2 separate regions of the Mus musculus genome follow, and region 1 is linked to region 2. The links are chromatin contacts, called in public HiChIP or PLAC-seq maps. All regions are on one chromosome and are shown on one strand. The core of a region is the stretch at or near the end of the contact, and the rest is flanking DNA. Distances in the headings are between cores, read along the strand shown. Region 1 holds the start of Cyp2s1 (cytochrome P450, family 2, subfamily s, polypeptide 1). Region 2 holds the start of Grik5 (glutamate receptor, ionotropic, kainate 5 (gamma 2)).

What was found. HiChIP or PLAC-seq counts read pairs in DNA pulled down with a chosen protein or histone mark.
Region 1: a contact with region 2 is called in a FOXA1 HiChIP or PLAC-seq map of pancreatic cancer cells. The contact joins the promoter of Cyp2s1 here to the promoter of Grik5 in region 2. A contact is called at or near these places in 1 of 39 promoter capture datasets (pre-B cells) and 1 of 115 datasets of contacts at active chromatin or transcription factors (pancreatic cancer cells).

Annotation. Positions count from the first base shown.
Region 1 is chr7:25,815,275-25,820,565 of GRCm38.p6, reverse strand. It overlaps Cyp2s1 (cytochrome P450, family 2, subfamily s, polypeptide 1), which reads left to right and starts at 4,041. Exons shown (of 9, transcript NM_028775.4): 1 at 4,041-4,243. The coding sequence starts at 4,064.
Region 2 is chr7:25,069,712-25,074,776 of GRCm38.p6, reverse strand. It overlaps Grik5 (glutamate receptor, ionotropic, kainate 5 (gamma 2)), which reads left to right and starts at 2,408. Exons shown (of 20, transcript NM_008168.2): 1 at 2,408-2,737.

The DNA.
Region 1 (5,291 bases), core at 2,792-5,291, 740 kb before region 2:
TCTAGCAGTTACTCAGTCTCACACAGCAAGCAGGCGAAGGAGCAAGAGCTAGACTCCCTTCTTCCAATGTCCTTATATTGTCTCCAGCAGAAGGTGTAGCCCAGATTAAAGGTGTGTTCCTTAAACTCGGAGATCTAATCTTCTGGAATCCATAGCCACTATGGCTCAAGATCTCCTTACCAAGATCCAGATAAGAATCTCCAAGCCTCAAGATAAGGGTCACTGGTGAGCCTTCCAATTCCAGATTGTAGTTCATTCCAAATATTGTCAAGTTGACAACCAGGAATAGCCACTACAGTAAGTGAGCCAAAAAAGGAACTTTCTGACCCAGGAAGTCAGGTTTTGGTTCAGGTGTTTTTTGTTTGTATGTTTTGGGTTTTTTTACATTTATTTGTATTGGGAGATAGGACATACACATGCCACACCATTTGTGTGGAGGTCAGAGATTAAATGGCAGGAGTCAGTTTACTCTTGTGCATCCCCAGGATTGAACTCAGGTGGTCAGACTTTACCTGCTGAGCCATTTTGCCAGCCCAAAGCCTCAGTAGGAGGCGACTACATGTCAGAGTTCCTTCTGATACCCCCACCTGCTGGGTTAGAAGAAACTCTTATCTCAGGCATCTTTACAACCAGCACTCAGAATTTCCAAACTAAACAGGGCAAAGTTTCAATGAAGATGAACAAGAAACAGGAAAGTAAAGTTAGAAAAGTAGAGTGCTCAGCACTTGGGAGGCAGAGGCAGGCGGATTTCTGAGTTTGAGGCCAGCCTGGTCTACAGAGTGAGTTCCAGGACAGCCAGGGCTACACAGAGAGACCCTGTCTTGAAAAACCAAAAAGAAAAAAGAAAAGAAAAGAAAAGAAAAGAAAAGAAAAGAAAAGAAAAGTCGAGTGCTAGCAACAGATGTCCCAAAAGAATGTATTGAAACAATAATAGGATGTCCAACACAACAACCAGTTTAGAATAAACCAACAAGCCACCAACCACAACAAAAGGCGGGTGGGGGTACGGGCTCCTGGAAGGACTCACCATTATCTACTCTGAGATACAACACGGATGGAGACGGCTGGTGCTGGCACCTGGTTCCAATCCTGATGACTCCTCAGATGATCATCTCTGAGGTCCCACATCACAGTTGTTGGTCCAAAGGGAATGAAAGCCACTTTTCCTGGGCCAACTGAGAGTACCTGTGTCTGGGAGCAGGGATTTGGGCTGTCCCTAATGTCCTGTTCCACTGCGAAGGAGGTGACTTGAACTTTTTATAGTCACAAAACAAAAGAAGCCATAAATCACTACATTTACCAAACATATGGGGGATGGGGGCCCAACAAAGGCAGAGTGTCGGGGTCGGTGGGCACCAGTGGTCTAGCAAGTTCTGCAGTGCATTCCAAAAGCTGCACCTAGGAGTCGCAAAGATGTAAACTCAGACAGAACTAGCAGATGACTGCTAAAGGGAACTAGAGATAGCCCCATGTAATTCCGACTCATGCTATGCAACATTCAGATGTCTCTTCACAGCCTGAAGTTGTAGTTCAGCCATCAGCAACCCAGATATGGTTTCTTCGGTGAACATGGGTTCATAGTGCTTCCCTAGAACAGAAAGAAAACACGGTGATTTTTTTTTCTGAAATGTGAAGTCATGTCCCACAAGAGCCACCCCCACGTCCCTAGAGCACTAGGATGCCCTACCTTCAACTCAATCCTTGATATAGCAGATCAAGATGGTACCTTGATAGGTGCCAGGCAGGGCAATGCTAGGGATGCTGCAACGAGCCAAACCGGAAGTATCCTCTGATGCTGCCTTATCCCTCTCAGGCCTTTGTGATTCCCGATTCCCTGACCTCACCTGCATTTGCATGTGGATATGAAGAGCCCAGAACTCCTCTAGTTTGCTCACAGCCGAATCTTCAGAAAAAAAAAGAAACAAGTCTTGTTTCTAGTGAGTGCTCTCTAACAGAGAGGGCCTGGGGTTGTTAACTCAGAGGCAGAGCTTGCAATAGCTCTAAGACCAGGGATCTGGGGGCTGGAGAGATGGCTCAGCGGTTAAGAGCACTCACTGACTGCTCTTCCAGAGGTCCTGAGTTCAATTCCCAGCAACATGGTGCCTCACAACCATCTGTAATGAGAACTAATGCCCTCCTCTGGTGTGTCTGAAGACAGCTACAGTGTACAGTGTATAGTGTACTCATATACATAAAATAAATAAATAAATAAATCGGAAAATATTTTTTTAAAAAAGACCAGGGATTTGATCCCTAACACTGTAAAAACTTAGTACCTGTTAAATACCCCATTTCAGATTGTATTCAGATATGTAGCTGCTAAGTCCTAGCAGAGGCCTTACTGCAGGCTCAGCAAAGAGTTCTGAATTCAAGGAGTCTGGTGGCCATTGATAAGTATACGAGACACCTCTAAGTCAGTGATTCTCAATACGTGGGTCCCAACCCCCTTAGGGTCACATATCAGATACTTACATTACGATTCATAAAGTAGCGAAGTTACACTTATGAGGTAGCAACAAAATAACTTTATGGTGGTGGGGTGGGGTGTCACCACAACAAGAGGAACTGTATTAATGGATTGTAGCATTAGAAAGGTTAAGAACCACTGCTCTAAGTGAATCAAAGAATGGAACTGGGCTGTCAAGATGGCTCAGCAGTTTGCACTGACTGCTCTTACAGAGGTCCTGAGTTCAATTCCCAGCAACCACATGGTGGCCCACGGCCATCTGTAATGGCATCTAGTGTCCTCTTCTGCTTAATAAAAAAAATTTTTTGAGAGTGAGAGAGACAAGAGAGAGAGGTGTGGCCTCAGGATAAGGACTTCGTGCTCCTGTGAACAGTCTCTCAACTGAGACTCTGTAAGCAACCCTAATGAAACTCATCTGGTCATCAAAATTCATTAACTAACTAATTAAGTAGGAAGAGCGAAGGCCTCAGAGATATGAAACTGATTGAATGTTGTGAAAATGAATGTGAAAAATATGTTGTGAGTGCATGAAAATGCCAGAATGAAAAAATATATGTGTGTGTGTGGGTGGGGTGTATAATTAACATATCCTAATAAAAAATAAATTAGGGCTAGGAGACGGCCCAGTGGATAAGCACGACCATATGAGGACTGAAATGTATAGCTCCAGATTCCTCGTAAGGAAGACAGGGAGCCTTGGGGCAAACCCTTCAGCTAGAGGAGGGATTCCAGATAGAACCTGCCTAGATAAATATGGAGGAATGCAGGAGGTCAACTCTACCTGCCTGCCAACGTACAAGCAGGAGTACCCGCATACACATCTGAACCCACGCACAGAATATACACGAATATAACACGAATGTACAGATACACGCTAAAAAAAAAAAAAAGAAAAAACACTTTTTGTTTTTAATTTAAAGAACAAGTCCTTTAATCCCACTAGTGAGCAGTGGAGACAGGAGGATTAAGAAACTCAAGGTCATACTTAAACTACCCAGAGAGTTTCAGGCCAGCTCTAGCTACCTGCGACCTCGTTTCAAAACAAAACAAAAGAATGAGTCAACCTATACACACTGACCTAAGTCAATGTCACGGAGCCTTGTAATCTAGGGACAACAGAATGTCAAGTCCCTCCTAGTTGGCAGAGGTAGGATGCGGGAGGAAAGTGCCTCCAAGACACCTCACATGCACGCACGCACGCACACCAAGATAAGCAGAGGGAGGCAGGAGCTGGGGAAGCCAGGCGGGGTCACAGGCGCGCGAGGTGTGGCTGCTGCAGCCAGTCAAGGTCTCCCGCTCCCAGGTTCCTCTTGTTTGCTTACTATGCCCCACCTAGGGCCCAAGGTACTGCCTCCGCCCTCTGAACCCAGGGAAAACCTTGGTAACCTGGGAGATACATTCGCGCGATGGTGTGAGACTTCTGGCGACAGCGGGCCAGAGACAGAGAAATAAGGGTGCGGGGAGCGACGCCTTGCAGGAGGCTGCCCCGCCCCACTCCTCTTGATTTCGTTGAGGAGGGAGCCGCCCCGTTCCCTCCCCTAACTAGTCCGGCGGCAAGGAGCTTCTAGGAGGTACAGACCCAGCCGACCTGCAGAGATGGAGGCAGCCAGCACCTGGGCGCTGCTGCTGGCCCTGCTGCTGCTGCTGCTGCTGCTGTCTCTGACGCTATTCAGGACCCCGGCCCGAGGCTACCTACCCCCGGGGCCCACGCCGCTGCCGTTGCTGGGGAACCTCCTGCAGCTGCGTCCCGGGGCTCTGTACTCGGGGCTTTTGCGGGTGAGGGGACGCAAGGACATCCTAACCAGGGGATGTGCGCGGGGGCGGGGAGCCTTCTAAGTGCCAGAGCAGATGAGTCTTGGACTATCTTATAAAGGAGGCAGAAGCAGGAGTTCTGAGGGCAAAGAGACCATGAATGTCTTGAGCTGGGGACGCGAACAAGTTGACCTGGGCTGAGCAAGGGTATCCAGGTTGGAGTGGGCAGAGCTCAGCCAGTCTTGGAAGTGGGATCCAGGGCTAAGAAAGAAAGGGAATGCCCTGAAAAGGGCACTAGAGCTGGAGGGACACAGCTCACAGAGGACTAGGAGGAAATGAGAACAGGACCCAGAGGAGTAGGGGTCCCAGGTCGCAGGGACCCACAGCATGCTGGAAGTTAGTGAGCTGAGACCAAAGCTGCAAAGCAGACATTCTCTAAATAAGAGGGTAGTGGGCGAGCTTGCCGTCCCCAGCACCCTTCCCCGTCCCCCCCCCCTCGTTGAAAGGGAAGCATCTGGAAGCTGGAGGGGGCTGAGCAGAGAGCATCCTGGGCTGAAGGAATCTGCCTCAGAGACTCCCAGAGTGGGAGGATGGGTGTAGCTCTGCTAGGAGGGAGCTAGGAGTTCCTGCCACGGGTGGGAGGATGGGGAGGCAGTCCCAACTTGCTGGGGGTAGTGGGGAGAATTAAGTTCTCCATTCAAAAATACTCTAAGGGACTTTTAAGGACAGAAAAGAGGAGTGGGTGTCTAAGGGAGAAACGGGACACATGCTCCGTGTTACTTGCTGCGGGACTTAAGTGTTCAGCAGAGGTTGAAATGAGTAGCCAGATATTGGGAAGAGGGGGATTATGAGAAACCAAAGCTGGTTGTGGATGGTCCCAAGATCAGAGGTTAGAGCCTAGAAGGAAGTGAGAGGGCAGGCAAAGGGATGTGGTTAAGAAGCGCCCACTCAGCAGAGCGGTGGTGGTGCACACCTTTAATCCCAGCACTCTGGAGGCAGAAGATCTATGTGAGTTCGAGGCCAGTCTGGTCTACAGAGAGAGTTCCAGGGCAGCCAGAGTTTCACAGAGAAA
Region 2 (5,065 bases), core at 1,159-3,658:
TTTGGGCCTAGCTGTTTGCTAGTGTAGTTTGGATTTGCCCTTGGGGTGAAATCGCCTGTGTAGGAGCCCAAGTGCAGACCAGACTGAGCTCTTGGCAGGCTCTGGGCCTGCAGGTAGTGTTTTGTTCCTGCTGAGGCCCCCTTTTCCCTCTTGAGGTCCCAGCTTAGCTTCTCAGGCTCCTCTCTCTAAAACCGCTCGGGCATCCCAACTTAATTTGGGCTGCCTACGTCCTTTCTCTGCAGAGGAAACCTGTTCGGGTCAGACACTGTGCTGTGGTAGCACTGGACTGGACCTTTTGGGACAGATTATGTTTAGAGAGGGTGGATAATACCATCCCTGGATCAGCAAAGATACGGAGAGGCAGGCATGAAGTACTGGCCTCAGGCTTGGCTAGAACGGAATGTGGGTGTTAAGGAGACTGTGGATGTTAACCCTAGAAGGATAAAGAGGCATGGACAAGTTTGGTGGTCCTACAGGGTCAGATATATTATGTCACATGTTGTTGGGCATGTCCCACGAAGTCAGAGCTCACCAAGCCAGACCTGCAATACTCTGAGTTGCCACGTGCCAACTGTGTGTGCGAGGCATGTGGTCACATGTGCTGGGGGCTGCACGTGAGAGTGTCAGTGTCTCCTCCCCATCACGAGCATGGGGGTGGTGGTGAGTCACGGGCTCAGCCTTCAGCGCCAACTGTCATGTTCCTTCCCCCCAAATTTCACCCCCCAACACACACACCCAGCCCTGCACCACCCACCCCCACTTGAAGATCTGTGTGGATTTTCTGTTCCATCCCCCTGCCCTTCTGGGCTTTCTCAGGGAGACGGCAGTATTCCTTAAGAAAGGGTGCTTCTCTCAGCTCTGCCATCTTGTCACCCCCTCCCACTGCCTCACTGCTCAGGTGACTAAAAGATGAGGGCCTCTTCTGGCTTCCCACTCATCTCCACGGGTCCCCAGGAGTTCTCTGTGCACAATGGAGAATCCCTTCCTCCCCTCAACATCTTGAGCCCGTTTCCAGAGGCTTCCCAGTTCTATGTCTCCCAGCTTGCCATGCCTGCCTCAGTGGTCCTCTCATGTCTATGAGCCACGTGACTGTCTCTGTGGGTCTCCTGTACCCATGGGGCTGTCTCCATCAGGAGACCTCTCCTAGCTTACTGGGCCCCGTGTATGCTTCCTGGTTGCTCCTTCTGTGTATGGCTCCCTATTCTGAGGAGTCTTTCTGTCTCTGGCCTCTGCCACCTTCAAACACCTCTGTGTCCTATATGCTGTTCTCTTGTCCTCAGGTGGCTTGCTTTTCCATGGCTGGCTTTCCTTGGCCTTGTGGAGTTTGTGGGCCTTGGCCCACCTCTCTTGGGTCTTGATGGCTGGCTGTCTCTTTCCCTGCATTTTTCTCCATCTCTGTAGTCCTCTCTCCCCATCTCTAGGCCCTTCCCTCAGTTCTCCCCACCAATGCCTCTCAGCTCCATGGGCTCCAGAATCCTGGGCTGCCTGGGCAGGGCGGTGGCATGGTGTGGTTGGAGGGGGTGGCCCCGGGGGTTGGCCCTTCATCCAATGCAGCTCGCTCTTCTCATCAGCATTCTCCTCGCAGGGCCCCCCAGCCCGACCAATACGATCTCCCCCTCCTCTGCTTCCCTCCCTCCTTGCTCCCTGCCTGCCTGCCTCCCTCCCTCCTGCCCGCCCTCCTCCCTGCCTCCCTCCCTTCATCTCTCCCCTCCACCACCACCACCACCACCATCACCACCACCACCACCACCACCACCACCCCACCCCCCCGCGCTCCAGGACTCAGCGCGGGCGGGCGGGCAGGCGGCGGCCTAGGAGGGGAGAAGGAGCAGTGGCGGCAGCGGTAGTAGCGGCCGGCAGCAAGGAGGCAGGCCCGGCTGGGGACACGGAGCCGCCAGCGGCTGCCGCTCACAGGGGACCAGAGTGTGCGGCCAGGCCCTCCCACCGAGAGCCGGCGGGCCCCGGGACACCCCACCCTCCTCCGCCTTCCCGTTCCACCTGCTTCTCTCCATCCTCTCCTCCCACCTCATCTCGCCACCTCGTCTGCCTCCCTTCTTGGTCTCACCAGGGCTGCCAGTTGCTCTGTCCTCGCTAGCCCCTTCATTGACCGGCCTCTCCTGGCCCTCAAGCATGTTTTTCCCGTGGGGACTGAGGGGTTGAGGACTCCCGGCCCTAGCCTCATCCAGGGCAGGGCCAAGGCTCTGGGGGGAGGGGGGGGAAGGGGGCGGCCCCCTCCCCCCCAGCAGGCCCTCCCCTCCCCCACTTCCCCCCGATGGCTGGCTTTCTTTTCTCCACCCAGTCCTCACCCCCAGTGCCCCCCCCAGGCCGGCCCGGCTAGGGGAGGGGGCGGGGGCCCTTTCCTGGGCCGGCTTCCCCCTCCCCCGGCTTTGCCTGTGCCCCCCTCCCTTCCGTTTTCACCTTCCTCTCCTCCTTTCCTCCCTCCTTCCCCTCCGTTTGCTCCTTCCCCCTCTCCTCTCTCCCCTTCTCTCCTCCATTTTCTCCTTTCCCCTTCCTCCCCTCCTGGCCCGCCCTTTGCTTTTCCACCTGTCCTTCCTCCCCGCTGCTGGGGAGACACCGTTTTGGATTAGTTGGGGGCCACCGCCGGCGGCGGGGGAGGGGGCCCAGTGGACTGCCCTCTCCCCCGGCCCCAGCCTCACCAGCACCCAGCATCGGAGCACCTCCTGGTTGTCGTTCCTCGGGCCTCGAGGGAGCCCAGCCCTCCGTCCCACCAGGATCCGTAAGTGTCTGCAGGGCGGGGATTGGGCTGGGTCCTGGGTCCTGGAAGGCCAGGCTCCCTGTCCGGCTGGCGGGGGCCCCCACAGTCCCTGCTCCCCGTGGATGGCAAGGAACCTATTTCTCGCTGCTTTGTGCCCTCCCTCTCAACCTCTCATTCTCCACGACCTCTTCTTTTCTCACCCTTACTTCTGGGTACACACCTCACACCTGCCCTCAGTCCCAGCTTTCCGGGGTCCTGTGGTAGCCAGCTCACTTCACTGGCTCCTGGATTGTCCCTCCTCCAAGCTTTGGGTCCCAGACCCACACTGGCTCCTGACTTCTTGTGTGTTGTTGTGTGTTGGGTTCTCTCTCTCTCTCTCTCTCTCTCTCTCTCTCTCTCTCTCTCACCTCTTTCACTAAGCCTTACCATAGGCCCGGCCCCATTGCACCTTCTGTCTGTCTTCTGGAGATGCCTTTACATTTTCAAGTCTGTATTTCGCCTGTCTCCCAGGCCTGTCCAACTCTGCCCAACTTCTCTGTTCTCCGCTGTTCTCCTAAGCCAGGCTCTGCATCTGACTCTGATGAGACACTAGTTCTCATCTAGTCTTCTTCCCACTCTGTCTTTCCATTCTTTGCCTGATCCTCTCCACCTCCAGCCTCTATCTCTCACTTTTCTGCTTCCCTCCCCCAGACCCCACTGTGGGCCCCTAGTCATCCCCATCTACTGCTCTCTGTCCCTGGCTTCTGCCCGGGTTCTTCCACCCACCATCCCAGTCTCTCCACTTCTGGACCACACCACCTGGCCTTTTAGCTTCCATCCCTCCCAGTACCCGTGGGCTGGGGACTCTGGGATCCTCTGTGTATGCTGCTATGCCCTTCCAGGGCATCCGCTTTGACTCAGTTTCCCTCCTGGCTCATCCTCTCTCTCGCTTGTGTGGTCAGCCCTCTCCCTGTGCGCTTCTTCTTCAAGCCTTTTCATCCTGGATTCTGCCCCTCTGGCCTCAGCCTCTTTAGGCTGCTGTGCGCTTGTCCCTAGCTCACACTCTCTGTGTGTCTGTCTCAGGCTGTGGTTGTTTGTTTGTTCTGCTTTTGGAGACAGGGTTTCCTATAGCCCAGGCTAGCCTGGAACTCACCAAGGAGCTGGGTCTGGCTTTGAACTCCTGACCCTCCTGCCTCTGTCTACTGATAGCTGGTATTACAGGTGTGTGTCAGCACACCCTGCTGGCCCCTTGGTTGTTATACTTGTTGTTATTCATCTTTGGGCCCCCTCTCTTCTCCTGTCTGCCTCCTGTCCTTTGCACGTGTCTCCCCTTGCCCATCTCTCCTCCAACCTGTAGGACCTGGCCCACTCTCCTCAGCCCCCCCCCCCCCCCCCATTGCTGGCACTGTTTCCGTGCGTCTGTATCTGCCAGGCCTGAGTCTCAGGTCTGTGAGTCCTGAACTGACCTGACCCTGCTCCTCCTTGCACTTCCCATCCGCTTCTCTAGCATCTCTTTGTTTTTGAGACAGGGTTCAGGATGCAACATAGGCTAGCCTCAAACTCACAGTGATTCCCCTGCCTCCAGACTGCAGGAATTACATCCTGGTGTGAATGTCCTACTTAGTGTCTGTCCTTTTCCCCCACTTAGCTGTGGTCAGCACTTTGGGGGGCTGCCTTTCTGTGCATGGACCTCTGTGTTCTTCACTCCCCATAGACTCTCTCTGCACTGTGCCTCTGTCCTTTCACTCTCCATAGACCGTCTCTGCACTGAGCCTCTGTCTTTTGGTTCCCATTTGTGTCTGCCACCTGTGGGTCTCTGCCCTTCTGCCCTGCCTCAGTCTATTTGTTTGTAGTCCCTGATCCCCATTTGTTCCAGATGTCCCAGGATGAACCCCCTTCCCTCCTGCCCTTCCCCTTGAGAACTCTCCTTTTAGCTCTCCCAGAATTCCTTGCTCCTCTGTCCTGGTCAAGCCTCCACATTAGATCTAAATTGCAGTCTGCAGCCACCAGTCTGTTGAGCATGCCCTTGTATCCCTCAGGCTCTCCTCACCAAAGGCTGAGGGGTGTGGAGGAGGACTTTCTCAAGGTCAGTGAAATAGAGGCAAGTGTGGGACTGATTAAGGCAACCTTTCTCCTTGGCCTGAACTTTTCTGGCCAGAGAGGCCAAATCCAAGCCTTGGCTTGTGACTCTGCCCTTTCTTGGGAGTGCTTTCCATGGCCCCAGGTGGGATGTCAGGGGACACTAGACACATGTCACAGTGCTCTGGGCTCTGCAATAACCCTCTTTCATTGGAACATGGTCTACAACCAGGTCCAGGGATCCGTGTGCACATCTGGCAAAGCACATCCCGCCCAGCAGTTACACTGCCA